Linked DNA regions of Ovis aries: region 1 is linked to region 2. A link is a contact called in public Hi-C data. All regions are on one chromosome and are shown on one strand. Each heading gives the region's core, a stretch centred on a gene start, on an enhancer-like site or on the middle of the called end of the contact. The rest is flanking DNA. Distances are from core to core; before and after follow the strand shown. Region 1 holds the start of STC2 (stanniocalcin 2). Region 2 holds the start of ATP6V0E1 (ATPase H+ transporting V0 subunit e1).

What was found. A called contact is a pair of places that touch in the nucleus more often than the background predicts.
Region 1: a contact with region 2 is called in a Hi-C map of hypothalamus, with 3 times the contacts expected there. The contact joins the promoter of STC2 here to the promoter of ATP6V0E1 in region 2. A contact is called at or near these places in 3 of 16 Hi-C or Micro-C datasets (hypothalamus, muscle and tail adipose tissue).

What each region holds. Positions count from the first base shown.
Region 1 is chr16:5,170,656-5,176,973 of ARS-UI_Ramb_v3.0, forward strand. STC2 (stanniocalcin 2) reads right to left here and starts at 1,533. Exons shown (of 4, transcript XM_027979996.2): 1 at 1,171-1,533. The coding sequence starts at 1,321. LOC121816790 (a long non-coding RNA gene) reads left to right here and starts at 2,888. Exons shown (of 5, transcript XR_006056482.2): 1 at 2,888-2,921.
Region 2 is chr16:4,900,612-4,907,400 of ARS-UI_Ramb_v3.0, forward strand. ATP6V0E1 (ATPase H+ transporting V0 subunit e1) reads left to right here and starts at 2,446. Exons shown (of 4, transcript XM_004016871.4): 1 at 2,446-2,609. The coding sequence starts at 2,506. LOC132657908 (a long non-coding RNA gene) reads right to left here and starts at 2,365. Exons shown (of 2, transcript XR_009596708.1): 1 at 2,186-2,365; 2 at 1-2,062.

The DNA.
Region 1 (6,318 bases), core at 283-2,782, 270 kb after region 2:
ACCAACCACAAAATTACACCAGAAGAGTATATTTTGGAAGAAGGGCGGGTCGGAGGAGATAATCCGCATTCAGATTAAATTTGCCGAGAGAATGAGGGGCGTGTATTTGCTGAGAGTCACCAACTAGCGAAAATCACGTTTGATTCTCAGGGAAATCTCTGGGAGGGGAAAGGTGGGTGAGATTCCTAGGACGAGCGGGGAGCGAGCTGGGGGTGCTGGCATCCGCCTGTGGAGATGGGAGACTCCCGGACGGTCCCATGCGCGGCCCCGGCGCGCCGGCCCGGAGCGCGCAGGGCCGCGGTTCACTCGCTCCCGGCGCCCCTAATGGGCACTCGTGCATTCCTGCTCGTGCGGTGAACGCACGCACGGCACCGCCGGGTTCGCAGGCCCCCTTAATAAAGGGAGGGCCGTGAAGAGCGCAGAAGCGCTAGGCAGATTTTCTTCCTCTCCCGGGGGCTGGGAAAAGGGCCAGCCCCGTGCCCTGCACGCCTGGTCGTGCTTGGCAGCTCGCGGGTAAACGGAGAGCAGGTCGAGCAGCTGCGGCGCACGGTTCGGGCCGTGTCACCATTTCTTCTCTTGCTGACCTGCTCTGGAGCCGGGGACGGAGGCGGCACCGCAGAGGTACGCTTTACTCCACCCGCCCCTGCCCGTTCCGAAAGGAATGCCCCACAAGGGGGAAAGTTCGCCATGCAATTTGTCTCGCCTACAAAGTTCTTGGATGTCGGGCATCTTTTGAGGAGGGGGAGAAGTAGTCCCGCCGGCTGGGTAGAGAAGTTCTTCGGTTCAGGGCGCAGCCCGGTAGCGGGGACGCTCCGTGCCTCCTGCAAGCCGGTTAGGATGGAGCAGGGAGGTTTGAACCCGTCCGGGGACGCTGGAGCCGACCCTGGCCGCGTCATGCGGTGCTTCCTTTACCCTCGACCCCCGGAGGACAGCAACAAGTCCTGCCCCAGCCATCTCATCACCCGGCCAGCACGTGCGGATTCCGGGCTCGCGGAGCCCGGTGTGGACCTTGCTCTGCCGCGCACTTTCCTCTTCACGCCCCGCTCCACCCCAAGAGTTTGCACAGCCCAGGGTGGGCGCCCAGTTCTGGGCGAAGCGCCCGGGGCGCGCTGCGTGGGTGCGGTATGTCTTCTCCCCGCAGCTCCCCGCCGCGGGGGCGCACGCACTTACCTGTGTTCTGCAAGGACAGACGGCCTTTCTGCTGGGAGCCCCTGTCTTGGGGACCTTCGGGGGTGTTGGTGGCGTCGGTCCCTCGAGCTGGATCGAAGGTAACCAGCACCAAAGCCAGGGTCACGAACTGGCCCAGCCGCTCGGCACACATGGTTCTTGGTGTAAACCTCCAGCCCGGAGACCTGGATTCTTTGTGCTCCCCTCCGCCTCTTCCTCCTCCTCCGCCGCTTCCCCTCCTCCTCCCACTCTTCCTCCCGGCTCGCCTTTTCCCTCCTCGCGGCCGCGGCTCTGATAGAGGTTACCCAGCGCCCTCCCGTAGCTCTCCGGAGAGCATGTGACCAGGCCTTTAGCAGCGCCGCGAGTGCCGGGCAATCGCAGGGACGGTGCCTCAAATATCCCTGGAAGCTCTGGTGTCACTTGAATGAAGGAGTCGAGCAGGTGTTGTCCCGGCGGCTGGACCAATCCGAGACCCCCGCCCGTTTGACAACACGGCCGGGAGGCGGGGCCTGCGCCCAACTACTACAGGAGGAAGCCGAGCGCCGCTGGGAGCGCCCGACAAAGTTGCCGACCTGGCGACGGCCACGCGTTTGCGTGCATGTGTGAGTGTGTGAGAGCGCGGCCGGAGATACATGCGCGTGTGCGGGTGCTCCAAGGCAATGGCCGAACGGACTTAACTAAAAGCGAATCCCAGCTCCGGTTGCAGCTAAAGAAAGGCGAGAGGGGATGGTCTGCGCTGGGACAGCGTTCCCCGCACCCACCCCCCCCCAACCCCCTCGGGCTCCTGGCTCGCTTCACACCCGCAACGGGCTGGGAAAGTTTCCTCTTTCTGCCTTTTGTAATTTAGTTGAGATTCCTAGCCCCGAGGCCTTGACAGATTGGAGAAGTTTTCTGGACACAGTGGTGCTGGGGGCAAGCTGGGCACAGATGGGAATTCCTGGCGGTGTGATGTTTTGCATTAAAAACAAAAAATCCTCCAAACTATTTTAGGATAGGAGCAGAAGCGCTATACAGGACTCTGCCTGAGCGGCTGCCCTATCTTCCTCTTTTCGCCCCGCTGTGGTGGGCCTTGCCACACCTTAAGTGTCAGATTCTTGCCCCTCCCTCAGTCCAGACGGATTCTGGGCTGGGCTGCAGGGATCCAGGTGAGAGACTGGACTTGCATCATTTACAGGCGGGTGGCAGGGAGGCCCGGGCAGCCCTGAGTCAGCCCGCGGCGGAGCATCGCGTGCCCCAGAGGCTGGAGCTTGAAAGGCAACTTTACGCGTCTCCAAACACACTCTTCCATTTTCCCAAAGCGCTACTCGCCGCCGCGTTCTGTGTTCCTTTTACTCTTCATTCATCGGATGGAAAAGGTCAAAAAAAAAAAAAAAAAAAATCCCCAAAGCCTGAAAGCAGAACCCGAGGAAATTCTCTCCATCTCTTCTGCTTTCTTGTTCAAGCTCCCTCCCCAAGCACAGCCGGGGCTGGGTTGCCCTCGACTGCTTTCTCCCCCACGGCTTGCGGAAGCAGGGAGAAAGTTGGGCGCCGCTGGGAGCGCCTCTTCCCCCGCTGTGTGTGTACGTGTGCACGCTCACGTCTCCCCCGCGCCGAGGCCGGGGACAGGAACTGCTCCGGGCACCGTCAGTCCGACGGCGCAGCGCCGGGGGCTCGTAGGGCAGGGGGAGGGCGGGGACGCGAGCGCTGCGCCGCTCACCCCGGGTGACGCGCTTTCGCCCCTCCCCCGCCGTCTCCACCCTCCTGCAGGAGAACAGGTGAGCTTGGGTACCAGCTCCAACCCCCGCCCCCGCCCCGCTCCCAGCCCGAGCCCTCTGCGGTAATGCGCCCCGGAGGTTTCATCACCCGCTGCCCGCGGCGACGCGGCTCTGGGTCTCCGCGGCGGGGCGCACCGAGCGCCTCGTTGGGGCAGCCTTTTGACACGGTTGGGGGAAGGGGTGCGGAGACGCCGGGGCCAGGTCGTCCTCTTCAGCCGTTCGACTTCCCAAGCTCCCCTCCCAAGGTCCCGGATGCCGGATGCAGGAGGGCGTTAGGAACGGGGATGCGGGCAGGGTGGGACCAGTGGCTGCGGCTGTCCAGCGTCCAGCGGCCCAGAGGTGGGAGGAATGATAGGACCGGTGGGAAAGGCACCTTCGAGTAGGCCCTTCAAGGGGTTGCAGCGCCTGGGGGCTAGCTGCTGTCCACCGTCCCCACCCGATTTCAGAACCCCAAGAAAGGGTCACTTTGAAGGTCTGAGTCTGCATCGTGACAAAAAACTGACCACTCATGCCCATGATTCCCATAACAATTACATCTTCCCTCAAGAGTTTTTGGGGGAAGGAGGTGGGGTACAAGTCCATTATATTAATAATAGATGGTGCGCACTCCCCACTCTGTTTTTGTTTGGGTATTTATTTCCTTTATTAGTTTATGAAACACTATCTCCTGTAGATTCTTAAGAGACAAAACATAACAAAAAAACAACCGCAGTCTGGCCTCCCACGAAGTCCATAAGCCTCTGAATTTCCTGGGTAGGCTTTCTTTCCTCGGAGAGCCTCTTTTGTAGGTGAGAACATGAGTAATACTGGCATTAAAAAGGGCATCTGGTCTCTTGGCTCTTTGAGCAACACAAACAGGAGAGGTCTAGTGGGTGGGAGCAAGCCCACCTTTGTGGGATGTAGACAGTCTGAGTCTTCTTGTTAGAAGGCTGGGCCACCACCTGGAGCAGGGGTCAGGCAGATGCAGGTCTCTGGGCTCCTGCCTCCCAGAGCTGGGGCACAGCCTTTTGCCACCACAAGGCCCTGGGACTGCCCTCAGAGGACCTGCATAATAGAAAAATTCATCTTGATGCTATTTGCTCCAGTTTCACAGGGGACATTCGTGTCTCCTACCTGAGCCACCTGCCCCTTTTAGAACTAAAAAAAAAAAAAAAAAAGCGGTAGTTGGATTTGAGGTATATCAAGTGCAGTTACCAGTTCTTAAGAGTTTTATATTCAGACTACTTGGCCAGAGCCAGACATCCAGAGAAGAATGCCCATCCCAGTCTGTCCCATCAGGGCTGAGAAAATTCTGCAGAAGCAGGAGGCAGTGTACTGGGATTACCAGTCGAGGCCACGGGCCTGGGGTCAGAGTAGGGAGAAGAGCTCAGGCTGGTGACTGTGCTGTGATCTTCCCTTTCTCCTTCTAGCCTTATAACCCAGGCCTGGTTTGGCAGCCTGTGGCTGGTGACAATAGGGAGTAGGTAAGGGGCAGTAATAATGATATTATTACTGTAAAGGAAACATGAATGGGGGACAGACAATGGACCATGCATTGTGCTTGCAGATTTGGTCTCTCACTCGGTGGGAACTGAGCCTTTGGAGATGTAAGGACAGTCCAGCTGGTATTGCCCTGAGACTCAGCAAGTGTTCTTGGCTGGATGGGCCCTCCTTCTCAGTTTAAGGCCCAACTGGCAGTGGGAAGGATGAGGCAGGCTCCCTTCGTGACATCTGGGGGCTTCTGTGGTTAATGCATGGAACCCAAGTTTTCCTTTCTCACTCTAATTCACCAATTAAAACCAAACAGTGAGGGTGTTAATTCGGGTTTAAGTTTGAAAGGGGAGAGGATACTGACAAGCAGAAAAGGAACAGAGGGTATCATAGGAGGGAAGACCATCAGGGGTAAATGAACAGAGAGGACGTGGTGCATTTCATATAAGGAATAGGAGTTGCCCAGTTTGGTATTCAAATGCAAGATAAAGCTGTCAAGGACGTTTGGGGCCTGGTTGCAGGGCCTTTGTGAATAAATCTGTGCTCACCAGAGAAGATTTTGTTATCTCATCCTGGTGGGGTTTAAGGTTGAAACTCCAGGACGCTCTTAGACTAGATTCCCTTTTGGAGTTAGGAAAAGGTCAGCGGCCCAAAGCTGACACTGAAGGAAGGGATGGATGAGAGGAATGGTAAGTAATTAGTTGGAATCTTGATGTGGATTGCTATGCCTAGAAGGATGTTCTTACTTGCGTATGAGCAGGTGGTGCCTTGGAGGATGGGAAGTTGTTGAATGATGAGGCAGTGTTGTGTAGGTTGATGTTAATACTTGGTGGCTGGTTCCAAAGCCAGAGTGGAAAACGTGGCTTCCACGTGTAGAGCTCCTCCTCCTGCAAGCCACGCCCCCTTGGGCACCCGACTGTCTGGACTGATGGCACCACCTTATGGTCAGAGAGGGAACTGCTTGTCCAAATAGTGGACTCTCCTCTCTTCCAGGCTCAAAGACACGGACACCGGGTCTTCCACCTTCTCCTCAATTTCCTTAGCAAGTAAGTTAATACAGATTTAGACAGTCTCCTCCTTGCAACCACATGCTTTAATCACCCCATCAAGGAAATCTCATTCAAACTTTTTGCTTTTCCTCCCCATGCTTTGATGTGAGCCTCATATCTGTTCTATCATGGCCCCTTTGAGTCACATCTCTGTGAGGGAAAATGGCAAAAGAAGTTGTCCACGTGAAACTGGCCAGACAAAATAACAATAAGATGCTGCTACCAGCCTCCAAAATAAGGAGAGGTCTCTCCCTAAAAAGTCTCTATCTTTCCCTTTGTTTTCCTTCATTGAACGGGTTGTTTCATTAAATGGAATTCAAGAGAAGGGAGACTGTATCATCCATCTTTGAGGCTGTATATTGGCGTTACAGCAAAAGTCCAGGGCCTCAATAACATTATGAATTAAGAAGACTTTTGTGGGGCTGCTCTGGAAACCTCACCATCATTTATAGTATTGCTTGTTGGAGGAAGAACTATCCTGAGTTCCCAAAATAACCAACTCCCAAAGGTTTGGAGTACACCACTTTTGTGAATTGCACATTTCCTCTATGTTGTAGATTAATCGTCAAACCATAGTTGTGGACTGATTGGAAACACAAAAGATGAATGAGAATTTTTAAAAGACCCAAGAGAATAATAACACTGTCTCCTCACTGTAAAGAATCAAAAGCCGTAATCGCCAGGCATCCGATCATGGTCTGAGTTTTGTTTGTGCCTTGCTCTGAAGCCTGCATAGTATTCCACTTGGCATCTCTGTTTTCCTCGGGTCATGAGTTTTGCCTCCTCACTGTGTGCAGAGACAAAACTCCAGGAGGAAGTGTCCCAGGATCTGCCGGATCTCACGAGGAGTGCTCCTGGGTCCGGAGGGGAGCCCCTCT
Region 2 (6,789 bases), core at 1,196-3,695:
CCTGAAACCAGAGAATATTTCTTCATCTGGAGGGTCTCTGAACCCTAGCTCGGCCTTCTCCACAGCTTTCACTTGGAATGTGTGATAAAAGGTTTTTGACAGACTGACTGATAGAGGGAGCTATTGGCCAATACTAGCCCACATATATATAAACCCAGATTAAAGTGTTTTCTCTTTCACAGCGGCTGAAACAGAGTTCAGCCCAGTGTCTGAACAGAACCAGTGTCTGAATAGCTACATGCCTGTGCTCCTGACATCTGCTTCTCAGAGAGGCTGCTAAGAAGGCAAAGCAAAAGGTAGACTTACCAAGATCAACTTAAAAGAGAATACTGCACTAATCTAAGAGAGGGGGAAATTTTTTACAATAGCCGAAAAAGTGGAAGCAACCCAACTATCCAATCACGGATGAATGGAAAAACAAAATGTGGTATGTACATACAGTGGAATATTATTCAGCCTTAAGAAGGATGGAAATTCTGATATGTGGTACCACATGGATGAATCTCAAGGACATTATGCTCAGTGATACATAAGCCAGTCACAAAAAGACGAATGTTCTATGATTTTACTTACATCAGGTATCTTGAGTAGTCAAACTTACAGAAACAATTAAGTAGAAGGGTGCTTGCCAGCAACCAGGGAAGGGAAGAATGGGGACTTGTTTAGTGGGTATAAAATAGTTCTGGAGATCTGGTGCACAACCATGTGAAGATACTTAACACTACCGGACTGTACACTTAACAATGGTTAAGAAGGTATGTTTCATGTTACGTATATTTGTATGCCACAATGAGAAATAAGCTTTTAAAAAAAGAAATGGGAAGAAAGACCAAGCTTTTTTCTCTAATTTAGTTCTGGCTGATGTCACCCTTTTTTAACTATTCATTGCAGTTGTATAAATATTTATTGAGCACATTCTAGGCATCAAATGCTTCTAAGACAGACAGATCTGGTAAACAGCGCCCATTCTCAAGGAGTTTGCCCTCTACTAAAGGGTTGGTTGATTTATACACACAAACAAGTACAAGGCCACAAGACATGCATTAACAGAATGAAATAGGTCTTGTGAAGGTGGTGCCTGGAATGGAACTTAAGAACAACAGAATTTCTGCTGAGACCGAGTTGTTGGGAAGGGGCAGGATGAGCACACAGGAGACCAACTAGTTTCCTACCTGGTCCTTCAGGTAAAGGTTTGAAATCATGTTTGAAGAGATGTCACAGATCTTTGGTCCAACTTCCCCTTTAATCCAAGAATTCATTCTAGTTGAATGAGGAAGGAAACCAGGAGGTAATTCAAGGGAGGGAAACGTGACTATCACAGGGAAATCATGGTCCAGGGTAAAGCACACTGGGTTGGTTTAGATTTGCTTTCCATTTTGCTTTTGCCTGAAAGCTCCATCAACTTCTCTGAGAATTACGTTCTTCCTGTTACAAGGTTGTCACATACACTGAAAGTGAAAGTGAAGTCGCTCAGTCGTGTCCGACTCTGCCACCTGTGGACTGTAGCCCACCAGGCTCCTCTGTCCATGGGATTCTCCGGGCAAGAATACTGGAGTGGGTTGCCATTTCCTTCTCCAGGGAATCTTCCCGACCCAGGGATTGAACCCAGGTCTCTAGCATTGTAGGCAGATGCTTTAACCTCTGAGCCACCAGGGAAGCCCCACATACACTGAACATGTGTGCAAATCCTTGGCAAGCATCAGAAATTCCTTGTTACCTTCTTCTTACTACCCTGGCTAATCCCTACTCCTCTTTCAAGGCTCAGCTCAAGACTGGCTTGGGGTGGAAAAGTCATGCACGGTGGTCCAACCTACCTTCACACTGCATTCAGTGGCCTGCTCAAAGTCCGTGTTTTCACCAGCCTGTGAACTCCCTGTGGGTAGGTGTGTCTGATTCCTGTAAGCCTCCAAACCTGGCACAGTCCACGTCATTCAGTACGGCAGCAGTTAAGAGCACTGGCCTTGAAAATCACACCAACAAAGGTTGAATCTTGGTTTTGCTACTTAGCTATATGACCCTGAGCAAGATCCTTAACCTCCTTCCTGGGCCTCAGTTTCTTCACCTGCAAAGTGGGGATAATAATTAAACGGCGTCATAGGCTGTCGTGAGGTGTTCAAAACGAAACTCAAGCACTTAAAGCTCATGACCCAGTGGCTACCACACAGAATTCTGAACAGAAACTTACGATGAAGTTCTCTATATATGCTTGTTGCATAAGAAGATAAGGCTGTAAATAATTACACTTTTCTTATAAGGGTCACCTTCTTATCTGAAAACTTTGCTGAGCCCCTGACGACACATCTCTAGCTCTGGGGCTCCAGAGTGTTTTACACAGCAACAGCCGGGCGGTCTCCCAGCGGAGGACGGGGCGGAGTCCCGCGCGCGGTCACGTGGGGACGCGGGGGGCGGGCCTTTGCGCGCGCAGGTCCCGCGGCCGGGGTTGACACTTCCGGGTGGGACCCGAGTGCGGCGGCGGGCCCGGGGCTGGCGCTTCCCGCAGCAACCATGGCGTATACCGGCCTCACGGTCCCTCTCATCGTGATGAGCGTGTTCTGGGGCATCGTCGGCTTCCTGGTGCCCTGGTTCATCCCTAAGGGTCCCAACCGGGGGTAAGTGCGCCAGGCCTGCCTGCGGAGGGAAGCGCGGTGAGAACCCGCCGGGCCGGGCGGGGAAAGGGGCGACGGCGCCGGTCGGAGACCTTGCCCGGGTGATCCCGCCCTGCAGTCAGGCCTCGGCCCCCCACCCCTCGGCAGCCCCCCGACTTCCTTGTCGCGGCAGCCTCAGTGTCTCCTAGCCCGAACTGAGGAGGGTGGCCTCCGGTGGCTTTGAGGGAATTTTTTCTCCTCACGTCCCTGTGTGGGGAGGGTGCCGTCGGAAATGGACGTATCCCTCCTCGAGGAGAAGTTGGGGCTCGTCACCAAGACGGCTGTCGCCCTAGCCCCGCTGTCTACCCAAATGAGGCCTCGTTTGCCTACACTTTAAAGGGACGGATCAAATAAATAAAACAGAAATTGACCTCTCTGCCTCACAGGCTGTCGCAGTTGCACAGCACACCCTTGTGCCGCAGCGCTGAGCCCAGGCCTTGCATCTAGTGGGCGCCAGGAGCGAGTTGGGGCTTGATCTGGAGCGAGGTTAATGACCAAAGCGCAGGAGGTATTGTTAAGAAACCCCTGCGTCATACCTTTCGAAGGGCGCTCCCGCACTTGTGTATAACAAGCTCTTAGAATGATTGGTTAAGAAAGACTCCCCCCCCCCCCCGCTCCCCCGGCTTCTTTGTGAAATAGAGCTTTATCTGTTTTGTAAGTAAACTTTTTTTTTATTATGGTATGAAATAGTCTTATCTTCAAAGGAGCTTTGGAAACCCTCTTTCTGGTTCCTCTTTGCCTTTTAGTCATTTTTTCTCAGCGGCAAGATCATGTGGGGTGAAGCTTATTATGAATCACAGATTTTGGGGAACACCATCTCTTGTTTTATTCTTTGGAACTAATTGGTGACTTCACAGTGCTCTACATGCATAGGCTTGAAGGGTTGTTGAGTGATCTGTTGCCTTTATTAAAGGAAAGAAAATGCTCTTACTTAATAGTTTGTGCCCTGAGCCGCTTTTACTGTCTGGAATAAACTTGTGTTAGACCCGTTCCTTTCATTTAGCTTACAAGTAAATCATAATTTGTTTAAAAAGTAAAAACTGTAGGTGAATTTATCATCTGGTGGCATGAGGTCCACCCATTCTGCTCCCCTCTTCTCCCCTCCTCAGATGGCATCAGTTATGTAGGGTCATCTTTCCAGCCTGTAATAGATGAGAATTCTCAGGTTATTAGAACAATTTGTGCTAACCAGATTTAATTCCTTGGACTTGTTTCTCCTGCTAGAGTTAGGGAACAACAAAGTGCTCTTTTGTTGTGATTCTGTGTTCAGCTCTTCCCTTACCCACTGTCTTTCCAGCCTCCATGCTCAGAAAGCATTTATTAATGTGCTGGTAGCGCTGACCACTTCTTTCTTGAAGCTCCCCGTTTGGGACCCACTGTGCCCAGCCTTGGGCCTTGATGCCATTGCTCTTACCCAGAGTAATGAAGTGCCTTCTGTGGTCCATGGGCTACTCAGCTTGTAGTCCTAGTGTTACGATTCAGGTTTGACCTGCTAGTAATATGTTATCTGGATTTAATTCATAGCCTCCACCCCAGCCCTTGTTATTTCCTGCTCTTGGCAGGATCGGACAGGTCTTAAAACACAAGGTGTCTCCTAGGAGTTACTGTAGTACACTTTGAGAAACACTGCTCCCAGTTGGATGATCCCTATGACCTTGGATAATTTAACTTTTCCATGTTCCTATTTCCTCACTGTAAAGGAAATGTTAGTACTAAATTATTATTGGTTCTCATTTACCTCCTGAAAAGACTGCAGATAATTTTTTTTTTTTTTAAACGGAGGGGCTGAATTGCTTCAAGGAGTATGGTGAATTTTTAATGCAGAAGAGCATTTCTGATTTGAAGAATTGAAAACATCTTCATTAAGGAGATGAGTAAAGGTGCTGTGTGAGAAGGAGAGAAAGGAGTTTTTGCTGTTAAATTTTCTTCTCTGAGATCCCTGCATGTCAAAATGCAGAAGCTTGGGTCATTAGGAGGATTTCAGGACCTCGAGAAATGGGGGGAAAACGGGGGCGAAAGGGAAAAAGGTCTTCTGAGTCTGTGTGTAACCTACAGCAAGCCCCTTACTGTCATCTTTTCTGCACCTGAAAAAGGGCGGAATACAACGAAGTCTGTACCTGGAATGCTGGTTCCTAACCATTCCTATTCTTTATGATTTCCCACTGTCCTCTAGGAATCCAGAGATTCTCTAAAAACTTCAGGTGGTGCAGGGTGGGAGGGGTGGCGACAGAGCACGGGGATTAGTGTGCCAAGGGTTCACGGCTCCAGTTTTCTCAGACATAACACTGGTAAACATACAGAAGAAGAGAGCAGTGTAAGTGTTATGTAACACCACCTAGATTCAATAATGTTAACACTCATATCTGCTTTATATTTTGTCTCTGAATCCGGGTGTGCATACATACATACATAATTTTGCTGAACCATTTGAGCACACGTTGCAGTGGTTGTGACACTTTACCCCTAAACACTTAAGCAGACCATAACTCAGAAAAAAAGCACATCAGGAGCTGATATTTTTGTGCGTTTTGGCCATGGCACACCTCTGAGCTTGCAAGATCTTAGTTCCCCAGCACATTGGGCACTCGGAGTCCTAATCACTGGACCAGCAGGGAATTCCCCCGAGGGACCTTTTGCTCTCCAATGTCCAATGAATAGTACAAAGGGGCCTCAGCTGTTCCCATTCTCTGAGGTGGTCTTTTGGGGAAGAGGAAGATGGAGGGAGGGATTCTGGGTTGAGGCAGGGGAATGAAAGGAGATGAACCGGAGCTTGGGATGGAGGATAAACAAACATAATGCTTTTGGGGACACTAGGGCACCCACGTTCAGGAGTGAAATGCTGTTTGAAGGTAGAGGGGTGAGAAGGAGGAATGGAGCGAACTGATGACAAGTGAGAAGCTGAACTTGATTTTATAGACCTTCAAACATTTTTATTATGAAACCATTAAAATTCGGTAGTGCAACCTTAATGCCTATTTATGTATGCATTATATTATAAGCTTAATGTATGAGGTACATATTTTGCTGCAGAATGTGCCTTCAGGATGTATCTAGAGTCTGACCAGTTCTCACAACCCATACTGCTACCAGGCTGGTCCATTAGCGCAACTCTCCTCTAACTGGTTTTTCTGCTTTTCCCCTGGCTTCCTCTTCCCAAGTCTGTTTTCACCCTGCAGAGAGATCCTATTACAGTTTGGATCAGATTTTGTCAGTGTTGTTAGCTGTTTGGTTGGATCTGACTCTTTGCAACCCCGTGGACTGTAGCCCACCAGGCTCCTTTGTCCATGGAATTCTCTAGGCAAGAATACTGCAGTGGGTTGCCATTCCCTTCTCCAGGGGATCTTTCCAATCCAGGGATCAAACCCAAGTCTCCTGCATTGCAGGCAGATTCTGTACCATCTGAGCCACCAGGGAAGCCCCATTTTGTCAGTCCTTTCCTCAAATCCCTCCCAAATAGCTTCCCTTTTCCTTTCAGAGGCTGTAAGGTACCTCTGACCTCACTTCTGCCAGGCTCTCCTTGCTGTGCTCAGTCACACAGGCCTCTGTCCTCTTTGAACCTGATACCCTCTCACCAGGAGCCTTTTTGTTGCTAAACGTCATCCCTTTTATTTTCTCCTCTCTCTCCAGAGCCTGGTACATGCAGGACCCTGAGTCTGTTGAATGAGTGAATGGACAAGCCAATATATTAACCAAAAGGGGGGAAAATATATATGTGTGTGTATATGTATGTATACACACACACACGCACACAGGCACACACAGAATTTCTAAAGGATAAGTTAAACGTCATCACATATAGGAGTTGTGATGTTTGCTCCTTGCCTTCGAGGAGATAGTCTCACGTATTCTGTGGGGTGTGGAGATGCCATATTGGTTTGCTCCTTGCCTTCGAGGAGATAGTCTCGCGTATTCTGTGGGGTGTGGAGATGCCATATTTGGAAATCGTTCTTACAGATGATGGGCGTGGCTTAAAGGTGTTAAGGACTTCCTTGGTGTTCCAGTGGCTGAGACTCCATGTTCCCAATGCAAGCTACCCAGGTTCGATCCCTGGTCAGGGAACTAGGTCCCGCATACTGCAATTAAGACCCAGAGCAGCCAAAAAACAAAGAACTAATCCTTCTCAGTTGGTGACTGCAGGTGCAGG